Linked DNA regions of Zea mays: region 2 is linked to region 1. Evidence: chromatin contacts called from public Hi-C data. All regions are on one chromosome and are shown on one strand. The core of a region is the stretch at or near the end of the contact, and the rest is flanking DNA. Distances in the headings are between cores, read along the strand shown. Region 1 holds the start of LOC100279453. Region 2 holds the start of LOC100282845 (Phosphoribulokinase).

The links. A called contact is a pair of places that touch in the nucleus more often than the background predicts.
Region 2: a contact with region 1 is called in a Hi-C map of tassel, with 1.9 times the contacts expected there. The contact joins the promoter of LOC100282845 here to the promoter of LOC100279453 in region 1. A contact is called at or near these places in 2 of 25 Hi-C or Micro-C datasets (ear and tassel).

The regions. Positions count from the first base shown.
Region 1 is chr5:207,381,053-207,388,438 of Zm-B73-REFERENCE-NAM-5.0, reverse strand. It overlaps LOC100279453, which reads left to right and starts at 3,785. Exons shown (of 3, transcript NM_001152458.1): 1 at 3,785-3,931; 2 at 4,414-4,599; 3 at 5,052-5,566. The coding sequence starts at 3,872. The coding sequence ends at 5,279. It overlaps LOC100501892 (P-loop containing nucleoside triphosphate hydrolase superfamily protein), which reads right to left. Exons shown (of 7, transcript NM_001196531.1): 7 at 6,222-6,998. The coding sequence ends at 6,482.
Region 2 is chr5:207,524,620-207,532,005 of Zm-B73-REFERENCE-NAM-5.0, reverse strand. It overlaps LOC100282845 (Phosphoribulokinase), which reads right to left and starts at 3,672. Exons shown (of 5, transcript NM_001155751.1): 1 at 2,941-3,672; 2 at 2,680-2,764; 3 at 2,479-2,563; 4 at 2,079-2,323; 5 at 1,404-1,898. The coding sequence starts at 3,491. The coding sequence ends at 1,647.

The DNA of each region.
Region 1 (7,386 bases), core at 2,536-5,035:
TGTTGGAGCCAGCAGTGGGAAATTTAACCCTTCGGCGGAAAATTTACCCCAGGCCTTCGATCATATTGAAGCTGAAATCGAAGAGCTTGACGAAGTTATAGCCGGGCACGGCGACTTCTGTGCCTGGGTAGCTTCTCGGGGTACCGCTGCTGCATTTCTGAAGGCCGGCTGCGAACATGGAAAGGTTGTCAACAGGCCCAACTTCACCTTATCTTCATCAATCCTGGATGATATGCCCGACCTCGCCCGAAGTATCTCCAATAGATTTATAAAAATGGTATGGACAAAGGGCGGGCGAGAGAAAGCTGGAGACGAAGCCCGAAGTCATCTTGAACCAGTAAGAAATGACATTTCGTGCTTACCTTTTCCTTTGGGCTTGATTCTTATGATTCCTTGACTCATGTAGGATGACGAAGGTGAAGATGATGCCTAGGATATGTCGCCGAAGTTGTCGTCGAAGCTGAAGCTTAATGAAGACTAGCAGAAGTGTGCTTTAGAAAAACTCAGGATAATTTTGTAACAACTCTTGTAAATAGAATTAAACTGTTCTTCAAGGAACTTTGTACATACCTTGTAATATATTCTTACCCTTTGATTGAGGTGCTTTGATGTGGACGAAATCAGTTTTTTGAGCCGAAGGCGAAAAAACACCTTCCCTTCTTTTCGTACACAACGAAGCATAAAAGGCCGCTTCCTCTTTTTGCCGAAGCCTTTCCTTACATAACAAAACATAAAAGACTGCTACTCTTATCTGCCGAAGCTTTTATTTACATAACAAAACCTAAAAGACTGCTACTCTTGTCTGCCGAAGCTTTTATTTACATAACAAAACATAAAAGACTGCTACTCTTATCTGCCGAAGCTTTTATTTACATAACAAAACATAAAAGACTGCTACTCTTATCTGCCGAAGCTTTTATTTACATAACAAAACCTAAAAGACTGCTACTCTTGTCTGCCGAAGCTTTTATTTACATAACAAAACATAAAAGACTACTACTCTTGTACACAACGATTCATAAAAAACCAATTCTCCCCTATGCCGAGACTATTCTTTTACACAACGATTCATAAAAAACCACTTCTTCGAAACCTTTCTTTTACATAACGAATCATAACAAACCATTTATCCGAATTTTTCTCTGTGCCGAAGCAACCATTTAGGAACACATATGCTATGAATGAATGCTTATGCATGCAAATGCCATGATGTAATGTGCAAATGAATGTCCGAAGCGTATGTCCGAAGCCACAGTTATTCATCATTTTCTTAGGAGCAAACACACGTCAGCTCTGCATTCCCTTAGGAACGACTTTGGAACATCTTTGCCTTTTACTTAGGCAGTATCAGCGTTGACTTTTCGCTGTAAGCTCTGCATCCCCTTAGGGACGTCTTTGGAGCTTCTTCGTCTTTTACTTAGACGGTATAAGCTCTGCATTCCCTTGGGAACGACTTTGGAGCTTCTTCGCCTTTTACTTTCGGCGGAATCAGCGTTGACTTTTCGCTGTGAGCTCTGCATCCCCTTAGGGACGTCTTCGGAGCTTTTTCTCTTTTTTAGTTTCGGCACTCGATGGTGCGCTCTCAGCTTTTACATTTACATTTTTTGGGGGATTTTGCTCTTATAAAACTAAAAAGAAAATTACATATGATGGCCCCATTAAAAACCTTTCTCCCCCTTTGGAAAGGAAAAGGGTGCCATGAAAAAGAAAAGAAAAGTCAAAATTACATCGAGTTATACATAAAACCGCCGAAGCTCATCCGCATTCCAAGATCTTGGAATTTCATTGCCATCCATGTCCTTCAGTCTGTACGAACCAGGCCCTGACGAAGATGCTACTAAGAAAGGCCCTTCCCATTTCAGTTGCAATTTGCCCACTGTATCCGGATTAGCCACTCTCCGAAGCACCAAGTGTCCTGGCTCAATATTTTTTAACCGGACTTTTCTATCTCGCCATTTAACTGTTTCAGCCTGATATTTATTGATATTCTCCACGGCCTGAAGCCTGATCCCTTCTAAAGCATCCTTTTCCACAAGGCAAGCATCTTCGGGACCTGATTCTGCCGAAGCTACTACTCTTATTGATCCAGCTTTGGCTTCTTCCGGGGTTATTGCTTCGTCTCCGAATAATAACTTGAATGGGGTAAAGCCTGTGAAGAAAATGGGTTTTCCTCGTGGGAAACAACGAAATTATTACATGAAAACTAACAATGTTCTTTGTTTCACAGAAAATAAAACTGAATAGAAAAGACTGCTATCAAAGGTAGGATATGTGTCAATAAATGTGCTTCGACTCTGGCACAGTGCTGTTGACTGTGCGAGCTTCGGATTGTTCTCTGAAGTCCCTTTGGTGTGGGGCATATTGACTCCCTTCTGGCTGTTGACCCTGTTGCAGTGGAGGTGGAGGCGGAGGCTGCTGCCAGGAAGCTTGAGGTTGACTTGCCGAAGCTACAGAAGTTGCAGGGTGGTTGTCTATGTATTGTGGGATGTAAGGTGGATGATACGAAGCAGTATGCATGACCTGCTTCGGCTGAGCTTGTTGAGATGCAGCTTCGGCTATTTCCTTTTGCTTCTGGATTGTAATATGGCACGTCCTGGTGGTATGGCCCTTGCTTTTTCCACAGAACAAGCAAAACAGTTTCCTTGGTTGATCTCCGAATCTTCCGCCGAAGCCCCTGGCGCCTCTGCCTCTTGGAGCTGGTGGCCGGAAGAAAGTTTGTTGTTGCCCCGAAGCCTGTGAGGAGCACTGCGGTCTGTTCTGCTGACTCCCCTTATCATCATTCTGAGTAGAGTTGTGGATGGACCTGACATGCCTCGGATAGGATCTTCCTCCGAAGCCCCTGGTCATTTCAGAAAATCTGAAGGCCTCCTCCCTTCTTTGGCGAAAGTCATTGTCAGCACGAATGTACTCGTCCATCTTTTGGAGCAGCTTCTCCAGGGTCTGAGGAGGCTTCCTAGCAAAGTATTGAGCTGGTTGGGGTCCAGCGGTTGCGGTGCTGCAGCCCCAGTCGCTGAAGCTTTCTTCGGCGCCATAGCGAGGGTCTATAGCTTCCGAAGGTGTTCAAAAAACTCGAAGTGGAAGTGAGTTCACCGGAGGTGGGCGCCAATGTTGGGGACTTGTTCTCAAATGCTTCGAATTAAGAACAAGGCAACACGGAAAATGTTAAGTATTAAGGTCCTTCGTCCTTCATAACGATATATCCCTTCGGGATATATAGCATCTCGGACGAAGGTTACAAAGAACATACCTTCGTAAGCATAACAACGAAGAATAAAGCATTCACATAAATCATGAAATAAACATGTGGATATTATCATAGAATTATCTCTACTTGTATTAATGAATATAAATGACTTTGAAGTACAAATGTACCTTCGGTCTTGCGGAAGGCAAAAAATACGAATGTGATGCGAAGGCAAAAAGCAGGTTCGCATGAACAGTACAGAGGTACTGTTCACCTATTTATAGACACAAGTCGCAGCCTGTGACGAATTACAATTATGCCCCTTGCGGAAGTTTACAACATTGACTCGGACATACATGTATAAAAAGGTCATTCTGCCTCTATGTCGGTTTAAAACGCCGAAACTCTATGAAAAGGGACCTTCGGCCATCTCTTAGAAACGACTTTAGCCGAAGCTGCTTCTTCGTGTGAGACCTTCGGCGTACCGAAGCACGACCCCAACAACTAATTAATAATCAGCTTACTAAAAAAGCAGAAAAAAGAGAGATCTAATAAAACCATTCGGAGAGCCGGACAGGTCAATCACTGCTACTCCTACATCGATCAGTGCTGTGTAGACAAGAAAAGCGGGCAGCTTCGTTCAACCCCGAGAAAGCTTGGAGCCAGAGCAGGGGGGGCGAAGAGACGATGGTCGGGATCTTCTCCAGGTTCTCCGCCGGCGCCCACCGCCGCTCCAAGAGCGTGGCCGTGAGTTATCTCTTCCCCCTCTTTCTCCTTCCCCTACTATGCCCACTTTGTACTTCCGTGTCGTTTCTGCTGTAGTTTACTTCCCCAACTCCAAGAAAGGGTCTGCTTGTTTATAACCAGCATATCAGGTCAACAGTAGGTTAGCTTAGCTTCTACAAGGCGTGCAAGGGTCAGATTTGAGCTGGTTTCATTTGCCCCCCTCCTATTTGTTCATGGGTGGATTCTGCTGTCTCCGAGACTCGGTACCTTGCCTTTTTAGTTCCTCTTCCGATTCTTTGATCGGCATGGTTGTAGTTGTAGGTTGCCATTTTTTTGTTATCTTTTATGTTATCTTTTTTTTTTTTGTCATTCGATTGAATTTGGATGGTCTTGCGGCTCGAAAATTGGGGAAAGTAGATTGGCTAAAGCCAAGCATCAGAAGTAATGACCTTACTGTGATCAAGTCTGGCCTAATTTGTGGGAAATCTGCTTTCATCCTGCAGGAGGCTGTCGAGACGCTGGCCCCCAACATAAGTACAGGAGAATCTGACCCAGCGGCAGCTGTTCCTGCGGAGAGCCCCCATGGCATCGAGGTTGGTGTTGAGTTCAAGCCAGTGGAGCGCCCCGTGGAACCTATCAATCTTGATGAGCCAGTGAAATGCCCGCTTCCTGAGCCGTCTATACTGCACGTAAGCCATCCTCTCAGTTCCAGTGGTTTATAGAAAAATGGCTCTAGAATATCAATTTATTGACAAGGCGATTAACTTTCTTTTCTTGCATCGTTCAGTATTAAACGGTATCAGGAAACTTTCTTGTGCTGCAGAATGTGATGTTAAACCATTCTAGTAAACTTCCTTGTGTTGTGTTACAGAATTAGTTACTCGATGCTTGAACTTATTGTTGCGTAAACTGATCGATGGATGATGCTAGGATAGGAGGATATGTGGTGTTTTCAGTATCAAATGCAGACCATATTAGAAATCTTTCTTGTGCTGCAGACTTAACTGCTAGGTCTCATCTTGACAGTCTGGTCTTGTATATGCTTCAAGTTCGACGTTTCCTTAGCAGTAAAGCATCAGCTATTCCAGTCTTTACTTGTTCCCTTATCGGTTTGATCGGTTGATGGTCCGATGGATGCTAGGACGGGAGGATATGGAAGGAGAAAATGTCTTCAGTCAGCACGAGGGTGAGAACAGACTTGCCGGTCGTGAAGGAAGGGTCGCAGCTGGAGCCTGACGGTAGCAGCGCTAGGTCACGATCTGCAGTTCCAAGGCGCGCCATACTGCCCTCCGTAAGCGCGCCCGAGCACAACATCCTAGCGCTGCTTGACGAGTGCGACGTCTCCGGGAGCCGTGGCTCTGCTGAATGAGCTCGAGTTGGGCGTCGCCAGCACATTGTAACTAAACTGCGTTTGCCACGAGCTGATCTGAGCACAGCAAACCTTACAGTATGTCTGAAAAGAATTGGAACTACGCAACAGATCTTTTGTCTGGATTGTATCTATAAATACGAGTGAAAGCGTTTTGGGGAAATTGTCTCGCACTTGTCGGAGGCAGTTATGGTTACTGAAACTGAAACACTTGGTTTTGTGTTGTAACTTTTGCACTGTTGAGTGCGAGCATGCAGCTCTGAATGTGACGCCAAGTTGTCAAGTGCAAAATGAACTGGAAAATTTGTTACGGGTAGGCAGTGGTTGCTACTTATCTATCAAATCTCAATTCGCTTGCCCGTAGATTTGCCGCTACCGCCGACAGCCGCAGCTGCGGTGCCGTCGGCCTCACCGGGATCGTGGGCCATGCCATGCATGACATGCCTGGCGACTGGAGCAGGAGACGGTGGCGACAGGTTAGGTCCGGGCGGTTGTGACAGATGATAATGCCGGATCGCCAACAGTGGGACGACTCGAGTTGAGGCACAGCGGACGAACATTTTTACTGTGAGAGAATGTCACTTGTAGGTATCGACGGCGCAGGACATTGTCGCGCACCAGCGAAGATGGGTGAATGGAACTGCTCAATTCATTCACGGGCAGAGCGGTACTATAGACTCTAGATTTTAATTTTACACTATAAACTTTATAAAGATCAAATTAGATTAGGATCGGACTCTATTTATATTTGTTTTTTTAACTAAAATTATTTAAAGGTTCTAACTTATTGTGACGAGCATCAGTAGGTACGACACATCTACAAGAGCTGCAAAACAATGCCAACACCATTATAGCCACTGGCTCACTGTCGATTATTGTCAGTAAATCAGACTATTTTATGACGAGCATCAGTAAGAAGATAGAAGACTGACCAAACAGTATAATGCATCAAAACGGGGCCAGCTTGCTGGGTGTGTGTGTGACCTGTCGCCAAAGTTTCCATCACATGCCACATGCAACCCTCATCTCTTATACCAAAAAAGTTACCATCGCCTACCACCTTAGACCAACCTGGTAAGGCAAATGGAACAAAAGAATAACACGGGGCATGCAAAACGCCTGCCCGATGAAGCAATCTATCCCGGGGGGGAAACACAGTACATCCCACGGCAAAATGGGGGTGAATCAAAAAAATTGGTAAACTAGGCATCCTGCTTTGGCTCCTCACCGGCTAATCTTCTCCGCTGCTTGTGCTCAGCGACCTTGTAGTCCACAACCTCACGGAACAGGCCTGGGGTGAGCTCGCAGTCCTTGCTCCCATAGACAGCGGCCTGGACGCTTGCCATCATCTTCGCTATCTCTCTTCCAGAGAAGCCCTGGGTCCTGGATGCCGCCTCCCGGATCAGGTCATCAGTGATGCCTTTCACCTCAATCTTCTGGGGCTGGCGACGGAAGAACTGGAGCCAGCTCTTCTCATGTTTGTCACCAGCTTTGATTATGTACTTGTCCAGATATAGCTTCAGGAGCTTGAATCGCTCATCTTCCCCAGGCAGGGGAAATTCCAGGACCTCATCAATACGGTCAGCAACAGCAGAGTCAAGATCACCGGGTCTGTTGGTGGCAAGTGCAAGGACAATGTCCTTGGATTGGTCACCTGTGCGGAAGAGGAGAGCATTCAGGGCACTCCTTTGAGCTTCACTCATGTAAGTTTTGTTCCGTCTGCAGGGTACAAAAAAACAATCTGAGATGTCACAACACTACAATTTGCAAGCTAAGGGAGACAAAACACAACTGAAATATAATTGGATCTTTGCACACTCAAAATAGAACAATGGCAGAAAATAATTGATGCAATACACTTCTACTACAGAATACTAAATTTCTATTGCAAATTGTAGTGTTCTTAATAATGTACTTAATAATTTCACTGCTTAACTGCCCCTCTCTATACATTTCAAGTCACCGAACAGTTGGTGATTAGTTATAGTTATAGAGCCGCACATTTCTATTGCAAAATCATTTGTGCTAGATGAATTGACTTAATAGCATCATAAGTCAACACGGTAGATTTGAACTCTCTTGGTAATCACGAAAATACGGCTATGCT
Region 2 (7,386 bases), core at 2,423-4,922, 140 kb before region 1:
AAGAACTGCTCCACTGGATGGAGAGAATAGTTTGTAAGGAGCGACATTGGATACCAGACCATCATGCTCGAGGCAGTTTCCTCATATGACTTGCGGATTTGGCATATCTTTTTTGGGTGGCATGGTCAAACAACGCCATCAACATGCTTAGTTAGTCATTGTTGTTCACTAACATGTTCAAAAGTGAAGCTTCAAATGTGAACTTCGCGGTGAATGGTCATGAGTGCAACTAAGAGTATTACCTTGTTGATGACATCTACCCTTGGTGACCGGTGTTTGTGAAGACCATTTCTCTCCCACATACTCTAAAGCAGCAGATATTTCTTGCATGCCAGATGGACACACAGAAGGATGTATAGGATGTTTGTGAAGACCATTCCTCGTACTGTAGCATGGCTGGCACGCTACAATACCTAAACATCACTACGCTAGATATTGCATATGTTGTGCAACAACTATGTCTGCACATGCACTCACCATGCGATTGCCACTCTTCCTTCCTCAAACGAGTTATGCACTACATCAAGGGCACAACCACATTCGGTGTTAAGCTCCATGCCCCAGCCTTACCGTCGATCACAACTTATAGCGACATCGATTGGGTCGGGTGCCCTAATACAAGGCACTCGACATCTGGCTTTTGTGTGTTCCTCAGGGATGCTCTCATGCCCCGGCCATTATTGAAGCGACAACCAACAGTCTCTAGGTCGAGTGCGAAGGTCGAGTATCGTGGGATCACCAATGTCTGACTACACAATTTTCTTAGTGAACTTCACTTCAATGTCCCTAAGGCGACCATCACATATTGTGATAATGTTTCTTCCATCTACTTGTCCTAAAACCATGTGCATCACCGAGGGGGCAAGCATATTGTATTGGACATCCATTTTGTTAGGGATAAAGATGCTCTAGAGGACATGCGTGCGCCGCACATTCCTAGTGCACGATGGTTTGCAGGCATCCTCATAAAAGGACTATCAATGATCCTATTCAATAACTTCCACAACAGTCTCGTTGTCATCTACTCAGTCGTCTAGACTAAGGGGTGTTAGCATGCACAACAATTTGGTTTCTTGAGACTAATTTTAGTTTCTAGATTTTATTTTATTGTAGTCTCTAAATTGACAAATACACAAACACCCCCTTAGCCACTCACCGCAACGGCCCGTTTAAGGCCCTATTTTAAACCTCTAGAGCTAAAAAATTGTTGGCTGGGTTGAAACAACTACCAACTAATAGCTATATGAGAAGTATAGCTAACAATAAACTGGTTCATTAGCTGATCCGTTTTAAACTTTTTAGCTAATTTTAGCTACTAACTATTAATTTTAGAGGTTTGGAAAAGGGCTAACACACTCCGCTCACGCTACGCCGCAGACTGCCAACGCTCGCCAGTATGCATAGCTCATCCTGTACATGTATAAATATTATACCATACGATTAATACAACGTGTGGTGATTCTTGATCTATCGAGTTCTCACTCTCTTCAAGAGGGATTTCAAGAAATTCCATTGCACGTTTTCCTGAGTTCTGCAATGACATTTCTATACCTCCTAGCTCGCCATATATCCCAACAGATGCGAAGGTTGTTACTCCCATTGAGTTCGGAGAGCTGTAGTTTTAGGACATCTGAATGCATAGATCGTTAAACTTTTGCTGCTTCCGCTGGTACACCAGCCCTCTCAGCAACAATCTGTTCATAGAGGTCTCTAATCTTCAGTCCAATGATGGTCTGGAAGAGACCTGTCCCGTTGTTGCTACCTGGGAAGTCTGCATGCTTTAGCATTTGTTGTGTCACCTCTCCGTAGAACTTGGTTGAAAGGTTGCTTAGATGGCTCTCCACGTAGATGAGCTCATCTAGTCTGTCGAATTGCCCATCCATCTCCAGAACAGATACCTGAAGACATCAAGCAAATGCTGACTCTGTAAAGCCTTTGGGTCAGGTAGAGACTGATCCAAACATATAGTTGGCCAGCCAAGCAAATTCTTCTTCACAAGTCTAAAAAGAGGTAACTGAGACTACTTGCTAGGACTTTTGCGCGAGGGATTGAAGTGGACAAATAGACAGATGGATTACCTCGTTTCCGAAGTAAGTGTCCGGGCCATAGGAAAATTTGATGCCAGGGTAAGAGCATGTGAGCTTTCTTCCACAAGGCACCCAGCTGATGGTCGATCCTTCGTCAAAGAGATAAACCGGGTTGAAGTTCTTCACCCCTTCTTTCATGATGAGCTTAACACGCAGCACCTTTCCTTCGTTGTCGTCGGGAATCAACTGGGTCGGCAGAACTTCAATCACAGCATCAGCATACTGCTTCTGCGGATCTGTCACACCAAGTAGCAAGTAGTAAGCTCTAACATGTCTCCATTTCTTGACTAGATATTTGATTGATTGATGTCGCATTTTGCTGTATATCCTAGGTTTATTGAGAAGCGGTTTTATACTGATTATAACATATATAGTTGGAAGAATGCCGTACCAATAAAGGCATCAAAATCTGGTTTCCTGGCCTCGATACTGGCCTTGATGCTTTCAAGGCTGTGCCCACGCTCTGCCATGTCCCGCTGCCAAAGCACCGGTAGTATTTTAGAGGATACTATACTAGAAAACAGCAGAAAGATCCCCTTCTTCACTGGCTCATGTGGAACAACAAACATAAAAGTGTTTCTGCTCAGCTGACCTGGATTTTCCATGCAAACTTAACTTCATCACTGATGTCCAAGTAGATACTGAAATCTAAGAGGTCCCTCACTCGCTCATCGAACCTGGTGTAAGAAAACAAAATCTTGTTACTTCCACTTGTTAGAGTTTATGCCGGGAAAGCTTATTGTCGCCATGTACCTGACAACTAATCAAATAGAGCCAAGTGTGGAAGAATTGACCGGGGTATATATGCAGTAGCGTAGTGAGTGGAACAAGGGCACACAGAGCGTGAGCTTACATTGGGTGCAGACCTTCAATGACGAAAATCTTTGGTGGCGCGATAAGCTCCGGAGGGTCGAGGAGGCCAGTGACATGGTTGTAGATGGGCTTCTCGACTGCCTGGCCTTCCTTGATCGCCTTCACCTGCTCATACATGAGATCAAAGTTGTTGGCCCTAGGGTCGAGGGCGGTCACACCTTTCTCCTTCCTGCCGTTCCTGTCCAGGGAATGGTAGTCGTCGAGGCATATCACTGTCGTGGTGTCACTGATGAGCGTGTTGGAGTCCGGGTTCCCGCCCTTGGGCGGCTCCGCGGCGCCACCGAAGACGCTGGTGAGCCGGCGCATGAAGGTGCTCTTGCCGCACCCTGAGTCTGCCGCCAGGCCAATCACCACCGGCTTGTCGACGGAGCACGAGACCTGGAAGCTCCTTGCCCCTCCGTGCCTCCTGCCGCCGCCGCTCCTCCTGTTGCTGGTGACGAAGATGACTTGCTTCTGCCTCAGACCTGCGTTCGAGACGGTCGTGCATGGGGAGCGCAGGGAGGTGGTAGTGTGCGCGCTGCAGATCGCCATCGTGTCTGCGTGCGCGTGCCGGCGTTTGTCTTCTTCCCACCAAGCCAAGCCTTGTGGTGGATGGGAGTGGCACTTGAAGAGAAGAAGAATAGGGAGAGTGGGATGGTGGATGTGGAGCTACAAGATAACAAGAACATGAGGACGAAATGCGGATGGCAATGATGTGGTGTCCCTATTTTTCACATTCTTTTTTTTCTTCTGATAATATCAAGGGCAGCTTGTAGTGAGCTGAAAATGAGTTCTCCATTCATTTGCAGCGAGTGTATTTTGTCAGTATTGAGTTTCTCCTTTCATTCATTCACCGCAACTCCGCGAATGTATTTTGTCAGTATTGAGTTCTTCCTTTCATTCATTAGCAGCGAGTGTATTTTGTCAGTATTGAGTTCTTCCTTTCATTCATTCGCATATAGATTGTATCTTGTCAGTATTGAATTCCTCCTTTCATTCATACGCAGCAAGCGTATTTTGTCAGTATTCCTCCAATCCTCCTCTGGACACTAAATTTTTCTTGTGAGAAAGCTTTAAGATTTTCACGACCATTCTTCCTGTTGATGCTTCTAACATGCCATGGCGAGGTTTCATATAGCGAGTTAAATGCGGCGTACAGTGGAAGTACGTATTTGAGATTTCCGTACTTGTCTGTATTTTTTGGCCTGGACCTCACTTGTGCTTTTTTTTATCCCATTGCTGATTAGCTGATGCCTGACTAGTGATGGCCAAGGACGCTCGAGGGAAAGCTTGGTTGAGGTTTCATGAATATAGATATGGTTTCACCACGTGGCGTCGCAAGGATGGCTGGCTGCAGATGAGGGAATGATGGGTAGGCTGGAGGCGCGAGACCTGGTAGGTCTTTGGGAGCATGGTGTTGATGATCGTGGTTCGTGGCCGTAACATGCAACGCTGCGCTGCGCACCATATGTATGTTCTTGGCCCCGGTTCCAATTCTAAAAGAGTTTTTTTAAAAAAACATTTCTAATTATTTAAAAATTATTTTTCAAAACTAACCAGGCGCTATACTATACCATACCGTATGGTGCGACTGACCTGTCATTGATTGCTAGGGTTTAAAGGGAAAATATATTTTGATAGAGATGTTAGGGATTTTAGGTAGGTCAAACACGATAAAAACTTTGGTTGAATGTAGTTGTATATGTGCTCTATATTTAGATTAGTTATTTAGTTGGAAAGTTGGCATATTTATGTTTAGGTTAATCTTGGTTAGTATCTTTGGTTTTTAGGTTTTAGTTTGTTAGTAATAATATTTAGTTTTAGATTTAGTTTTAGTTTTAGTTTGTTTGTTAATATAGGTTATATGTTCACATTAATTTAAAATGCTTAGTTTATTCTATAAGGCAAAGAGACTTGTTCTCTTAGAATTATCTATTTTGGTAGATGCAAGACATGTGGCACGAGTAGTAGTGAAAATAGGGTCATCATAAAGATTTATATTTAGACGTGTCTTGCAAGGATATATATATACCTATCTCTCGTGAGCTATCAATGACTAACTATGACTGTGTTGAGCTAGCCATGTGCCCCAATCGAGGCATTTAGTCACAAATGCTCATTGCTTCTATATATGCAAACATTTTAATGAGACAATTAGGTCTTAGCTGGTGGAATCCAAGGTTGATGTAACCTCTCTCCTCCCTTACACTATAAAAGGGATGAGCAGAGTAACATTTCAAAGGTTGAGCATGCTAAATCCAAATTCTAGTCGTGTAGACCAGGGGGTTCAGATGACACACGCTCTAGGGTAGAATCACTCTATGTTGGAGACTTGTTCTCAAATGCTATGAGTTAAGAACAAGACAACACAGAGAATGTTAAACGATAAAGTCCTTCGTCCTTTGAAGCATTATTTCCCTTAGGATATAACGATCTTCGGACGAAGGTTATGAAGGATGAACCTTCATCATCATAGCATACATGAAGGACGAAACATATGAAACATAAAAGATAGCATGAATAATCATATAACATCATCAATTTAACTTTATCATATCATCATAGAAAAATAGAAACAATATCGAATTACAAATGTACCTTCGGCTTGGAAGGAGATGAAAATACAAGTATGACGCAAAAGTAAATGCCAAGTCAGCGTGAACAGTACGGGAGTACTGTTCATCTATTTATAGACGTGGGACGCAGCCCATGTAAAATTACATTCATGTCCACTACATTTGCTAATGACTTATGGGGATCCGTCAAGGCCTAAGTAGTCTTTTCATCTTTAAGTCGGTTCCCCTTTCTGCCATCATGCCGAAGCTCCCCTGCGCATAGCTTCGGCTATACACCATCCTTCGTACAGCTTGGTGATCAGCCCGTCCTTCATCTCAATCCTCCTTCGTCTAACTTAAGCTTCGTCCTGATCGTACTTCATGTTCATAATCTGAGTACGAAGATACCTGTTCATACATTTCACTTGGAAAATATTGTCAAATCATGTTTTTGAGGACCTTCGGAGGACGAAGACCCCCAACAGTAGCCCCTCGCAATATTAATTTGTTAGTGATAAATTTAGATTGCGATATGGACGAAGGCCTTAAGCCGAAGGTCCGAAAAAACACCTTCCCTTTGCTAGAATAGCAACATTCACTGACAAGCGGGTCCTTCAATTTTCAACGCACTGGGCGTATAAATAAGATCATACCGCAAACTCATTTTGGTACGCACACTTGCCATCTGCCCCCGCTTACTCAATTTTAGCTCTTGCGCGCAAAAATTTACTGAGCTTTTAGTTTTGAAGCTTCGGCATTGAAAACAGTTGTTAGCATTTCCGAAGATGTCTGAAGACAAAAAGGCCGGTCCCGAGATGAAGCTGAGTCTCTCTGAAGAGAAGAACCTGGGGTTCCTTATAGCGATGGCGGAGACCAATACGGAAAAAATCACCAAGGAGATCCTGGAAGGCTTGTCTGAAGATACTGGTGACAGCGACAGTTACGATGTAGAAAGTGGTGGGGAAGAGTCCGAAGATCGGCCATGGCGGCCAAGTCACGCGGTTTTCGGAAAAACCACCATTAAGCAGAGTCATATTGATAATATGAGGGGGCGGTATTTTCGAGATATATCTATTGTGAGAGCTGATGCTGGAGAAAAAACTTCTCCTACCCCCGAAGAAGATGAAGTCGTAATCTTCCGAAGCTTTCTCAAGGCTGGGCTTCGATTCCCCCTAAGCAACTTTGTTGTTGAAGTTCTGAAAACATTTCAAATCTACCTTCATCAAATTACTCCCGAAGCTATCATAAGAATGGGGATGTTTGTCTGGGCTGCGAGAAGCCAAGGTTTAGAACCAAATGCCAAAAGCTTTTGCAACATTCATGAGTTGTTATATGAGACGAAACCCTGGGGGAAAGAACAATATCACAACAACTTTGGGTGCTACAGCTTCGTTGCCCGCTCCGGGTCAAGCTGCCCTGTGCCGACCTTTCGGAAGAGATGGCCCGGAGCCTGGATGACTGAATGGTTCTATGTAAAGAATGACCTAACAGCGCAAGAAGATGTCAAGAGTATCATTATGCGCCCCATCTGGCAACGCTTCGGACTTCGAAGGCCGAAGGTTAAAATGGATGAAGCATCCGAGGAATGCCAAAGAGCCTTCGGCGTAGTCTGCTCTTTTATTGGGACAAGGGACTTGATTCAAGAACATATTGCCTTCAGGGTGTGGCCACTTGCAGGAAAGTGGGAAATGCCGAAGGAGACCATCAAAGAGTCCGACGAAGGCGGACTGGTCAGACTAAAATACACATTCAAATACGGGGATAAATTTGTTGAACCTGATGACGACTGGTTGAAAAGCATTGAAACATTGAGTGACGAACTGCTTGGGGCATATTCGAAGGCCGAGAACACTGCATTATCAGCAGCCTTCGGAGGCCGAAAGAAGAAAAGA